Regions from separate parts of the Mus musculus genome. Here all the other regions are linked to region 1. A link is a contact called in public promoter capture Hi-C data. All regions are on one chromosome and are shown on one strand. The core of a region is the stretch at or near the end of the contact, and the rest is flanking DNA. Distances in the headings are between cores, read along the strand shown.

Region 1 (4,520 bases), core at 596-3,095:
TTTTATGTAGGGGTCCATCTCAGGAGCAGTTTATAAGGCAAGAAACCGTACATTTAAAAAAAGCTCATACACGGGTGGAGGAAGTGCTGCTGGGTGGTTGGTTCGGGTCCAAGCTTACGTCGGCTAACTATACAAAGCAGTTCTTTCTAATTGCCTTCTATTGTGATTGGTTTCCAAGAACACCAAGGCACAGAACATAACAGAATAAGCAACAAGCTCAGGCCTCGTTTCCTAATAACAAGCACTTGAGAAAGTTTCTTTATATCATTAGTAACAGTGCAAACTGGCTGGCCAGACCTTCGACAGTTCCTAGGCCTTAACAGTTTGGAAAGTAGGATGCCATCTAGATCCCTGACAAGATAAAAGTAAGCTTTGGGTAGAGCGGCTGCTTCCCTCTGGAAGTCCACCAGACACATGCTGCTCTGATTTCCCTGGGGAGTCAGAAACCTAAGGTGACATGTAAACTTCAGTCATTATCTCATCTTCACCAAGCGAACATATCTCCTCCATTCATTATGGGTGACAGGAGTCCCCAGTAGGTGGCAATTAGTTGACTTTAATCCACCTAGCACGGGGCACTTACGCGGAAGCCTCGTAGGCCAGGTTGACCAAGATACCGTCAGCCAGGCTGAGGTTGAGCGAGTCACAGATGCTGCGGATCTCGTCGGTGAAGGGCTGAGGCAGGAAGCTCTCCACCTTCGACACAATTTCTCCGACCATCCCGAGTACCCACTGGGGAACCCTGTCGCTAGAAATGAAAAAGTACGAAGTTTGTTTCTCGTCTCAGAGCATGGACAGTGCACGTATGCGTGGACGAGGCGGGAGGAATGTTGGGAATCTAGATTACTTTCAGAGCTGCTCCATTCCCAGCGTTCAAACCAGCGGGAATAAAGTGGGCATGATAGTGCAGGGCTGTAATCCCAGCTACTCAGGAGGCTGAGGCAGGAGGATTGTAAGGGCAGTTTATGTTTCACAGCGAGAATCTCTTTCTTTTTTTCTCACATCATAACATTTATATTCATTATTTGGGAATTTCATACAATGCAACCCGATCACACGTTCCTCTCGAGTCCACCCTCCCACCTTTGCCTTACCCCTCAAACAAACAAACAAACAAAACAACAACAAAAACAAACCACCAAATCCAATTTATGTTGTCCATATACTCATATATGTATAGTCAAACTCCCAGCGAGACTTTCGAAATGAAAAGTATAAGGGCTGAGATACACCCAATGGTAGTGCAATCACCACTACCTCCAGTGCCAACCTCCATGTAAGGCCAGCCAGGCTGGTCCACGATGCGGAGTTTCCTGGGCTGCATGCCCTACGCTGCAGCTTAGCATACTGGGTGACACCTTGCGCGTTACCCTGACCCGGAAAATGTGTGGTAAACGCGCGCGCCGCAGGAGGCTCCGAATTTGAGAGCCGAACTGGCCTTGCTGGGTCAGCCACCCGCTGGGCGCTGCGCAGAGCAGTGGGGAGGGCAGCGGTGCAGCGGTGAGAGGGTAGAGGTGCAGCAACGAGGGAAGAGCAGAGCCTGACTACAAGTTCACCAGACCAGTCCCGCGCTCACCCAATGACCTGCGCCACCGCGGTGCGCAAGAAGTCTGGGTCGTAGTGCCGCAGCATCGGCAGCCAGCGCTGCTCCGGGGCCGCGTCCAGACTGACGTTGAAGAGAGGCGGAGTCCCGGGGACGACAGCCGACAGCCAGGGACCGGACAGCGACAGTAGCAGCAACAGAGCCAGGGCCAGGTGTGCCCCATGGCACGCGGCCCTGGTGGCTAGGGTCCCCATAGCTCCGGCTTCTGAGGCCACCACCGGACCAATGAATCTTTGCTGTCCTGGGGAGGCGGAGTGGGAGGCCTGGGGCGGTGCTGGCACTGAAGGCGGGGCCTGCGCTCCACCCGGTCAGGAACCCAAGCACTGACACCGCCTCCTGCCCCAGCGGGATTAAGCCTGCTTCTCACTCACAGCTAGAGGCAGTATCACATCTCTGTGTAAAAGGCCGGGAGTGGTTGTACTTAATAACCTGGTGATTTGTGCTATACGTAGGGCCAGACCTCACCCGAACCCCCTAGACTATACTTCTATCCTAGACTTCCCAGACTCGTAAGCATTGTTTCTCAGTCAATAGAACCTATCCTTACGGAAGATGTCACATGCACTTTGTAGTTTGATGACTCTATGAAATATGTATGCCCAAGACCACACCCGATCCTGCCCAAGGTCCTTAAGATGCCGTAAGCTTTACTGTGCACATGAGATTGAGATAATTGTTACCAGGAAACGTCTTTTCCCTAAAATTGCGCTGTACTTAAACACCTAAAGTTCAGACTCTGTTTCAACCAGCGCCGGTGTACTGGATGGTTCTGTGTCAACACAAGCTAGAGCCGTCAGAGAGGCGCCTCGGTTGAGGACAATGCTTCCATGAGATCCAGCTGTAAGACATTTTCTCAATAAGCGATCGATGGGAGTGGGCCCATCCCTTTGTGGGTGGCGCCATCCCTGGCCTGATGATCCTGGGTTCTATAAGAAAGCAAGCCGAACAAGCCATGAGGATGGAGCTAGTGAGCAGGCCGAAGGACCCCAGGGCTAGTCCACCCCAGTGGCCTCTTGCTGGGATGGAGCTAAACTGCACATTCAGCTCACCCAAGTCAAGTGAGCAGCATGTTCAGTGAGAGAGCAACGCTGCCTCAGGAAAAAATCCCTGCCTGCAGTGGAAAGTAACAAAGACCCCCATGTCAGCCTCTAGCCTCCATGTGCACACACACACACGTGCACCGCCACACAACACACACACAAACATGCTAATGCTGAGTTACAGTCAGCAAAAGCACAAACTGATACTCTATGCCAAATTTTAAGATACTAAATAATACTGTGCTGAAGACACACACAGGAGCGTGCGCGCGCGCACACACACACACACACACACACACACACACACACACACACACATCTGAGATTAGCAGCACTTGAGGGAGGGGTCATGGTGAGTGCTTCAGTTCCACTTTTTGGTTCTCTTCTTATACTGAACTTCCTCTCTGTAGGCAGAACATAGCCCAGACTGACCCCACCCTCCTGCTCCTCCCGCTTGAGCCCTGGGTACTGGGATTACAGGCGTGAGCCAGAAAGCCAGCCTCTCATGCTTTCACTTATAAAACAAAAGCAACAAAAAAGCCAGGATATTAACATTGGATTGGTAAATGTTTCCTTGTGCTCTATATATTTGTATGTTAAAAAGTCGTGATTATAAAGTGTTTTTATTGGGCTGGAGAGATGGCTCAGTGGCTAAGAGCACTGACTGCTCTTCCAGAGGTCCTGAGTTCAAATCCCAGCAATCACATGGTGGCTCACAAACATCTGTAATGGAATCCAATGCCCTCTTCTGGAGTGTCTGCTACAGGGTACTCATATACATTAAATAAATAAATCTTTCAAATGTTTTTACCTTAAAAAAAAAAAAGGTGCAGTACCCCTGAAACAGGAAGCTGTATTTTTACTCCGAATTTCCTTCCCTAGTGATTCCTTTAAACTTCCACTCTTGCAGCCCTTCCTGGAATGGCAGTTCCCATTTTGCCTTTCTGTTTTACAACTTGGCCCAATTTCCTTTTAAGGCCCCTTTGATGCTGATTTAGGATTAGCAGGCCTGTTCCAACTGCCTCTGGCTGATGCGGAACTAGAGCTGTTCCTGATTCTGCAAAGGATGCTTTATATAAATGTATATAAATGCTTAACATACGAGTTACCAAAGTGTCCAAAGCAGGCAAAAAGAAGTCACTCAGATATATCCTTTCCACTCACATCCAGCAACCATTTCCACATGGCCGTTTTATTTATAGAAGAAACACCAAGACTGTATGTGCCTCAAGGGAAAACCACCGTTACTTAAAGATTGGCTTGTTTTCTTAACAGTACTCTGTTTGCATTCAAAGAACAATCTTTTTTTTTTTAAAGATTTATTTATTTATTATATGTAAGTACATTGTAGCTGTCTTCAGACAATCCAGAAGAGGGAGTCAGATCTCGTTACGGATGGTTGTGAGCCACCATGTGGTTGCTGGGATTTGAACTCTGGACCTTCGGAAGAGCAGTCGGGTGCTCTTACCCACTGAGCCATCTCACCAGCCCCTCAAAGAACAATCTTAAGACTTTATAGAAATAACATATGTAGAAGAGTACACACACACACACACACATATACTCTTGTACATTAAAAAATTAAAATTGAGATATAGCTTAAGCTTCTTTTCATTCTGGGATAATTTCCCCAAATTGTTGGCATATGAGTTGATGAAGACACCAATGTGTTCCCCTCCACACTACCCTCTGTGCCACTAAGAGCTTTGGGGGATGGGCTGGGGAGGGAGGATAGCTCAGTGGGTAAAGCACTTGATGTTTAAGCATGAGAACCTGAGTTTCAATCTCTAGCCATTCCTCCTGCCCTACACATGTTCATGTCTATTCCCAGAGCTGGGGTGGCAGGTGAGGGAGAGACAGGTGGATTTCAGGGACCA
Region 2 (4,521 bases), core at 291-2,790, 1.2 Mb before region 1:
ATTGTTCCTGGATTTCCCTGGACTTGTAAATATTGATTAACTACCAAGTACCCCTTAGGAGTGGGCATTTGCAGGTAAGAGTGGGAACTTTCAGGGAGCACTGACCTTCTAGGCACTGTGCTTAACACGCCCCTTATCTTCTCCAATAGTTAACTAGTCTTAAGCCTCCTTCATCATGAGCCGGGGTAGAAAGACTGAGCAGGCTTTTCAAGGATTTCCATTCAAATGTTTAAGTCTTCACCACGAAAAGAATGCAGTATTGCTTTCCAACAACAAAATGTGCGGACACTCAAAGACCTTGACTTAAGGGAGAGAAAATAACAGGAAAAAAAGAATTTATAAACAATCCATTTTCTAATTTTGAGCTAGAAAATCAACAAATGTACTAGGCAAAAATCATTCAGATTCCATTTTCCATCCCAATCTCTTTGTGTGTTAAATTGACTATTCCTAATCTCTCCAGAGGAATGTAACTAAAACCCAGAGGGAGGAAAAACCCCTATGTCTGTAGAGATATGAAAACCAGACTTATAAATAAAAACCAAAGCATACACAGTCATTTAACCAGAAGCGCAGGGCCTAATCTAGATTCTATGAATCAAGGGAAAAGGTATCTCAAACCAGACAAGATCCCTGTGAACTCACACATCCCGGGCCTCGAGAGCCACGCTAAATAGACTAATTCGCCTAGTTCCTCATAAAAGGCAGCCTTTCCCCCAAGTATGACTCCATCAGCAATGGGAGGAAACTGCGAAGAAGCAGAAATGGTGAGGTGGTGAGCCAATTTGTCTGACAAACTAGTGCGAGCTCAGATAAGGACCGATTCAAGTTTGCATTTGAGACAGGCACAGAGAACTGGAAAGTTGTTGTAGCAAGGAGTGCTGGATTAAGGCAGTGTTTGGAGTTGTTAACTCAAAAAATTTGCCAATAGATAGCAAATAGGACAGAACGGACAAACAATATAGGGCTTTCTTCATAATTACTAGACTTTGAGGTGATAAATGTCTGAATCACATTGGAAGCTGAGGGGCTGAGAAGGAAGGCGTGAGGGTGAAAGGCATTTCCGGGCATTTGAATAGGAGCAGAGAGCTCTGGAGCCAGTGACATGCTTCAAGTATGTTCCCAAACAGGGAGTTATTCCGGCCTGAGTTGGCAACTCAACTCTCCAAAAGTATGCGCTGGAAACACAGCCCTGACTACAACAGTCACCCACAGCAACTAAAGCCACCCACTACCCGGCAGATGACCCCATAGAGCAAACCAACCCATCTGGTCCAAGCTCCCCACCTCCTCGGGGCTTGAGTCCGAAGACAAGGAGGATGGAAAAGTTTGGGGAGTAGCCACACTAGAAGGACATTCATTCCTGAAACCCTCCTCTCAGGTGTTCCTGAGAGGGAGGATGACATCTGGCCAGTCCTCCGCTGGCCACCACTCCTCCCCCCGGGGGGTGGCATTAGGAAACCCTGGACAACCCGCTAGTAAGTCCTCGCGTGCCTAGGCACCTCCCCAGACTTATAAAGGTCGCTGCGCTGCGCCGAGTAGCTCAGCTCACTTGCCTGGCTGCTCAGAGTCACAGCGACTTGGTGGGCTCTGGTACCTGGATCAGCTCGGTTCCAACTCAGCCACAGGCACCTTGCTCCCGCTGGCCGCCGCGCACTCCGCAAGCTGCACCGAGAAAGAAGGATGGAGACGCTCCCTGCCTCTTGGGTCTTGACGCTGCTTTGTCTAGGTAAGCCCTCGACGCCCCCAAGAGGAGAAGAGGGGGAGGAAGGCGCGGTGCATTTGTCATAGGACAAGTATGGAGTTGTTAAAGTGCGCTCAGTCTAAGAGGATGTCTTCTGTGAGTCTGTCTTTCTCACTGGCGGGGCTGGGGAAGTGCGGGATGGTGCGACTTGGTCGGTTGACGTTGCTTTTTGTCGATAAATTCATGACTAGTTTATGTTATGCATGAATTAATATCAATTTTACTGAAAAAAACTTTTTAAAAGTTTTAAAGGTTTTCTCCCCCCCTCCCCGCCCCCACTTTCTTTTGAAAATTGAGCAGTTCTAGAACCCCAAAGGTATGGACAGTATCTCTGATAGATAATGATTTACTTTCTTAGGGTGGTGCAGGAAGAGATTGCTTCAGCCTGCTAGAGACCTTTGTGCAAAGGACCAGTTTACAACCAGGGGGCTCTGGGATGTGCCTGCTCCAGCAGGGCTGCTGGGGCCAAGGCTACCTGGTCAGGTCCAGGAAGCAACTGCCAACAGACTTCTCACCTGCTGCTTTCCCCAGCAGCCCCTGCCTCCCAGGCTTAAAGATGGGTAGTTTAGAGAGGTTTTTGTTTGTTTTATGGGTAGTTTTCTTGTTTGAAATGAGTTAGCTCTGTGGGCAGGGGCACAAATGTGGGAATCCCATTATTTGCAAAGTTTCTCTCTCTCTCTCTCTCTCTCTCTCTCTCTCTCTCTCTCTCTCTCTCTCTCTCTCTCTCTCTCTCTCTCTCTCTGCTTTATTTTGTTTAACCAATTGTCCCTAATTTCTTAAGTGCCAGATGATTTAAGAGTTATATATAAACTTTCCCAATAGATGAACGTTTTAATAAGGAAATAAAAGTTATCAATCCCACATTCTTCTTGAACTTGCAATGAGACAAATTTCCCTGAGACGCTTCCTGTGCAGGATGCGACAGTTAAATTATTATTTTGACACGCCTTACAGGGGTTGGGAACCCTAATGAAGTACATACTATGCATACTTAGAGATTACACGTTTAAGGGCAAGAACCCAAGTGGAAACTGGATCTGTGGTTTCTGTCAAAAATGAGCTAAGAATGCCTTGCTAGAAGAGCAATTTTAAGCAACGTGGCTTCACTGTGTTTAGTTTAAGGTCTCTGAAAAGGATAAACTCCAATCGGTGACAGTCTTCCTCAAGTTAGGCATGAACCTAAAGGTCACAGTGGTGGAGTGACTTTGTTTTTCCACTTACAAGGTGTATCCAGACAATGCAACTGTCTATTCTGTGCATCTCAGTGGATATGCTAATGTGGGATAGCAAGAGTCTGTGAATAATGGGGTTGCTAGCCGCCTAGTGCGGGGTGTGCTGTGTGTGTTTTTGTTGTCATGAAAGTGCTTAACTCCTTTATTGCAGTCCTTAATTACAGTTCACCTGTTTCATCAGGCGCCAAGCCCGGTTCCAAATGAGCTAGGTCAGTTTCTGTTCTCCCAGTCTGTTGAGATACTTCTTGTCACTAGAAAAGTTCCTGTTTGGAGTTCTACATTGTACCTTTATAGCCTGGTATGTAGGCAGGTCTTATTGTTTCAGTACAAAGCATAGAGAAGGAGAAAGAAAGAAAGAAAGAAAGAAAGAAAGAAAGAAAGAAAGAAAGAAAGAAAGAAAGAAAGAAAGAAAGAAAGGAAGGAAGGAAGAAAGGAAGAAAGAAAAAAAAGAAAGAAAGAAAGCCACTTGATATTGGAATTTGTACTCCTCCTTAAAGAAAAGATTGCCTAGAAATCACACTTTGTCCCTCTAAGGAAAGTGATATTTTAGACTTACGCATACTTTTATTGCTTTTGTGGAATGCCTGTGCATTTATGATTATGAGAGATTTCCCATCCCTAACGTATGCAGTTTCAAGTAGCTACTACATACAGCCATTTCACTACTATTATATTTGCAAAAGTTTGAGATCCATGCTCTTGTTTTGTGTACAAGAAAACCAGCCCACGTTCCCAGACAAAACATGATAAGTTGGGAGAGGCCAGGTCTAAGTTGACTAGCATTTTTAGTTAAATGAGCATTAAAAGTAAAAGGGTGGACATAGCTCAGCTATGAATGGTTTTCTGAATAATCAGTAAGTGTACAGCTGTCTTGTCTCTTCTGATCTTGTGAGATCAGAGAGAGGGTGAGACTTTTTTTTTTAATTTTGAGCTCTGCAGTTGGCAGCTATGTGTAGTGAGGCCTGAGCTGAGGTCAGAAATTCTCATTCCTGTTCAAATGGGGTTTTGAGGATATTCATGAGTGGCATCTCCACAGCCAATTTGGTGTGGCTTCACTACATGGTGAAAGAATAAAGCAGAGTAAATAATCTTTCTCAAAACTAAGAGAAGCAGAATCTCAGTGAGACAGCGGGGTTGTCTTCTATTGACCCTGGGATGATCTACCAGACTGTTGGCATAACCTGAGATGACACACCTGGGAAGAAGGCATGCTGAAGGGACTCTCCTGTCTGGATTTTGACCCATACCCCAGGTGCCTTTTGCATTGTCTCGATACTTGAGCAGCTTAGATAATTGGGATGTCTGGTTCGGCACTGGAATCCAAATCCAGGAGGCAAGACAAGAAGCATCTATTACCAAACGCCTGCTGTGGGCTGGCCACGTTTTGTGTTAAGCATCTTAAACCCCATCACCCCATTTTATCCTTGAATAATCACTGAATAAAGCCAGATATAATGGTCAATGCAGACACTAAGACTCAGCAATATCAAATACCATATAAAGACTAGGAGACTGGGGCCAAAACACAAAGTTCAAGGCCACTCT
Region 3 (4,297 bases), core at 467-2,966, 1.6 Mb before region 1:
GGCACTGTTTTTTATATTGATATATCACTAGGGAATATAAAATCAAATACTTTAAATTGTATTCAACAGTTTATATTCAGTATAATAGATGAAAAATGTTTAGTTATTACTCTGAGGTAGTCTAAATAAATGAGATTATTTTATAAGCCAAACTGCACTGTTATTGCTAGATCCTATAAGCCAATAGCACAACAAATGTCAGTTGACTTGGCATTAGAAATCTACCCAAAATTCTTCAGTCAGTATCTCATTAGATGTGGATTAGGAAATTCAAATTCTATAGTGGAAAAATGAACATTTAAGACAATGATGATTTGCATTGTAAACCATTTAGCAACATTCATAAAACTCATAGCAAGAGTCACAAAAGTGTCCTTTACACAACACCGTATAATAAAAAGCCACTTCCTTGTCATTTAAGCTGAAGAGTTAGAGCCCGACAAAGCATGAGCACCAGACTGTTAGCATATAAAGAAAGTCACCATCATTTGACTGTAAACCATTCAATATGTGTTACAACAGAAGGGCTTAGCCCAGATAGTCTAATTTGATGAAAGTCATTCAAATGCAGTCTTTCATGTGAAGCATAAAGGCCAGGGCTTTACAGCATAAAATAGATAGTAATTTTCTCACTACAGATGCTTTTTATTTCCTCAGAAATAAACACCACTTTCACAAAATAAAAGTGGATAACATTTAAGTTTAAACTGGCCTTCAGGTAGGCTAAACACTTGGAAGTGAGGAGAAGCCAGGCAGTTTTACCACTACAGAGCTGCTGCTGCTCGCCCATGGTCACCAGGTCAGTCTCACAAGCACTGTTCCTCTTCCAGCATCCTCAGGGTCTGGTGTTGTCTGTCCAGCTCAGGTCAGTTTGTCCTCCCCGTCACACCCATTTTACAGATCTGTAGATTTGTGGGCGGTGACATACGATGCGATGCCGTTTGTGGAAGAACTGCCACCTGTTTAATCCCCACTAAAGTGCCCTGAGACACATGGTATCATGTTTGTTTTATAGATGCCAGACTTATGAGGCTTAGATATGGGAAGTAACGTTCAAAGTGACAAACTAGTAAGTAGCAGACACAAGGCTTGATCCTATGACTCTCCAGCTTCAGAATCTGGATGCTAACTCACAGATGCCCTTGTGATTACGGTCATCCTAACATTGTTTGGTGAGGTCTTCATTATATCTCAATCCCTTCTCAGTGAAGCTGATTTACCTTGAAGAAAGGAACATTTAACTGACCCCTCAAGTTAAAGGGTCTTTCCTTTACGATGTAGTCATGTATGACAAACTTGAAACACAAGAAGCAGCTAAGGTAAAAGTCAACGAGCTGGCTCTTTGGGAAAGGGGAAGGCAGGGTGGTCTTGCTGCTCCAAACGCCCCTCCCCACTACTGTGTCCTAACCCCCTCACGCGCTTACCTTCTCCAGGAGAGTATTCTGAAAAAAAAATTCTGATTTAAGGCCAACTCACACTAGGGCTCAGGTTGCGCTGATGCACGCACGGGTTTACGCTTCCTGACTATGGATTTCAGTTTCTCTAGACCGCTCTCAAATGCTCCCCGCACCCCTACCTGGTGTGCCTGTGTGTGGACTGAGCGGGGCTCTTCGCTTCAACCTCCAAGTTCACCTGCTTTTGTGCCGGGCAAAGGAGACTCTTGTGACCAAGCAGCGCGGAGCCTGAGGTGGCGAGCTGTCCCTTACAGTAGTGGGAAGGCGGAGCTGCCTGCGGGTGACAAGGCGTCCTTGTCACTCACCTGATCACTCACCTGCTCCGAGCCGAGGCAGGCAGTCAGGGTGGAGGACACATGGCTGGCCCCACAGTGCTGCTCCAGGCAGAGTTTCGCAGCCCCAGCGGCAGTTAATTATTACAAGGTTGCCCATCGCAGGGGGTGTGAGCAACCTGAGCCACGCCCAGTGCCTCAGTGCATGTTGGGAGTGTTTACTCTGTCCTTGCGGCCAGCAGGTACCCTGCTCTCTGCAGTAGTGGACTGATGGTGGGGACCTTTGTCAGTGACAGGCTGCAGGATCTTTGCTAGCCAACTGTGCTGCAGATAAACGGCTCCAGCTAGGACTCTGCGTTTTGTCTTTGAAAAGTTAAGTTGTCTTTCAGCTTGTGATTTCTTAATTTTCTTTTCCTTAGTCTTGGCTTTCTGCCAGCACCTTTGCACCCAAGACTTTTTTTTTTTTTCCTCACACCCTTAGGGTGTGCCAGAACCTTCCAGGCAGCTTGCAACATCAGGGCTCATGTGCCTGGCCTGACCACCTGACTTAAATTGGGTCTTGGGTAGCCGTATTATTATTTTAAGAGAAGGTGAGGCAGGCTTGACTTGTGTTCTCTGAGGTGGAATGCTGACTGAACTGAAGGTCTGACAATGACGCTAGAGCCCCAGTGCTTGTTTGATGTGTCTATACGGTGCCTTCCATAGGATTCTAAACTCACGCAGAAAGGGTCAGACAGTCGAGTTAGCCTGTGGCCATTGAAAAAGGTGAGGGGCTTTGAGATTTAACAGGCATTGGTCAAAAGAGGTATCGGCCATCACTTGTACTAGCTTGGCCACGTTGGCTCACAGTATACTGGTGTGTGGTTGCTGGCGTGGACTGACCTTTGGATGATAAAGAACAGGACCTGCAGTGTTTACAGCTCTGCTTCTACAATGTCTTGCTCAGATCCTGGCTGCACCCAGTCGCCCGTGCTCAAACGGATCTCCTGTTTGTTTTCAGTGTCTGGGCAACACTGGGTTTCTGCCTTTATCTGCAGCCTTCCCTTTAAATACTTTATCCTCGTGTAGATGTATAGTTTTTCTGTAGACTGTAAAGCCATATAGCATGCACAATGTGAAAAATTTCAAAAACACAGAAATGAAACAAAAATATTTACAAATCTATCTCTGGAATAAAATTATTGTAAGCAGCGGGCTGACTGTCATGGCTGACATATTTACTCTGGGAACATATCTGAAGGTGGCTGCATAGTTTGCTCTTCTATAACTTATCTTTATCTCATAAAAGATATTGTGAACAATTTACCATATGTCAGGGTGGGTTAATTTTTTTCTTACAATGTATTTTAACTAGCGGCACTGTAATATGCCATATGCATAGAGCATTATTTATTTAAGCAGTTCCTTATTGAGAGGGAGTTTTATTTCTAAACAACACTACAGCGAATTTTTACATGTAATTGCTCTGAACTGTGGTTACGACCTTACAACCTTCAAAGTGAAGTAACAGGATGAAAAAGGGTATATACTTTAAATTATATTAAAATTTATTTTACTTTTATCTTATGAGCATGGGTGTTTTGCCTGTGTGTGTGGACACCATCTGCTTTCTGTGCCTGCTGGGGCTAGAAGAGGGTATTGGATCCCCCAGCAATGGAGTCACAGACAGTAGCGAGTCACCATGTGGGTGCTGGGAACCGAACCTGGGTTCTCTGCAAGAGCAGCAGGTGCTAAGTCCTTAGCCATGCCTCTAGATTCTAAAAGTTTTCTAATCCAAAGAATAATTTATTGATTTCATAATCCTAGGGTAATATGTGTTCATGAGTTATTGTACTTCTTTCCAATTATTACCAGTTTGAAAGTTTAGAATTCATATTTTATTTTATTTTATTTTATTTTTTGAGACAGGGCTCACTTGATAGCTATTCCAGTCTCCAACTCTCGACCTTTTGGTTCATTTCCTTAGTGCTGGGATTCAGGTTTATACCATCCTCAGCTGATAAATGCTGTAAATGTGTACAGAATTAGTTACTAGTAAAGTCGAAGTCTTTCTTACATTAACCTTGCATATTCGCTTTTTTTGTTTTTGAAATTTTCTCTTTGCCCATCTTCCTCTTCTTTAAAATGTGTCTTTACAGAGGAGACTTACAACTCTACCTTGGATACGCCGTGGCTTGACTTCCCAGGCTTTTCATTTATAGCCTAGTCTTGTCTGTGATATTCTTGACATAAGAAAGTTTCAAAAAAGTAATCAAATCTATTTTCTTTGTTATTTTGAAATTGAGTTTCATAAACAGCTTTTCTGATGATCCATTTATGCATTTTCTTCTAGGGTTTTCTTCAGATATTTATTTACTCATTAAATTCTACCCATCTGGATATCTTACATTAAAAAGATAACATTGGAATGCCAGGGCCAAAAAGGGGGAGTGGGTGGGTAGGGGAGTGGGGGGGTGGGTATGGGGGACTTTTGGGATAGCATTGGAAATGTAAATGAGGAAAATACCTAATAAAAAAAAGAAAAAAAAGATAACATTTAAATCATACTTCATTTTTCTAAGCTCCTCAACT

Evidence for each region. Promoter capture Hi-C pulls out the DNA fragments that hold promoters and counts their contacts.
Region 2: a contact with region 1 is called in a promoter capture Hi-C map of the 3T3-L1 cell line, with 4 times the contacts expected there. The contact joins the promoter of Ereg here to the promoter of Naaa in region 1. A contact is called at or near these places in 1 of 39 promoter capture datasets (the 3T3-L1 cell line) and 1 of 115 datasets of contacts at active chromatin or transcription factors (pancreatic cancer cells).
Region 3: a promoter capture Hi-C map of liver shows a contact between it and region 1, with 3 times the contacts expected there. The contact joins the promoter of Rassf6 here to the promoter of Naaa in region 1. A contact is called at or near these places in 2 of 39 promoter capture datasets (the C10 cell line and liver).

Annotation. Positions count from the first base shown.
Region 1 is chr5:92,276,336-92,280,855 of GRCm38.p6, forward strand. Naaa (N-acylethanolamine acid amidase) reads right to left here and starts at 1,846. Exons shown (of 11, transcript NM_025972.4): 1 at 1,577-1,846; 2 at 584-748. The coding sequence starts at 1,797.
Region 2 is chr5:91,073,077-91,077,597 of GRCm38.p6, forward strand. It overlaps Ereg (epiregulin), which reads left to right and starts at 1,541. Exons shown (of 5, transcript NM_007950.2): 1 at 1,541-1,729. The coding sequence starts at 1,684. Gm19610 (a long non-coding RNA gene) reads right to left here and starts at 1,859. Exons shown (of 3, transcript XR_001784889.2): 1 at 1,598-1,859; 2 at 106-302.
Region 3 is chr5:90,638,811-90,643,107 of GRCm38.p6, forward strand. It overlaps Rassf6 (Ras association (RalGDS/AF-6) domain family member 6), which reads right to left and starts at 1,717. Exons shown (of 11, transcript NM_028478.3): 1 at 1,577-1,717.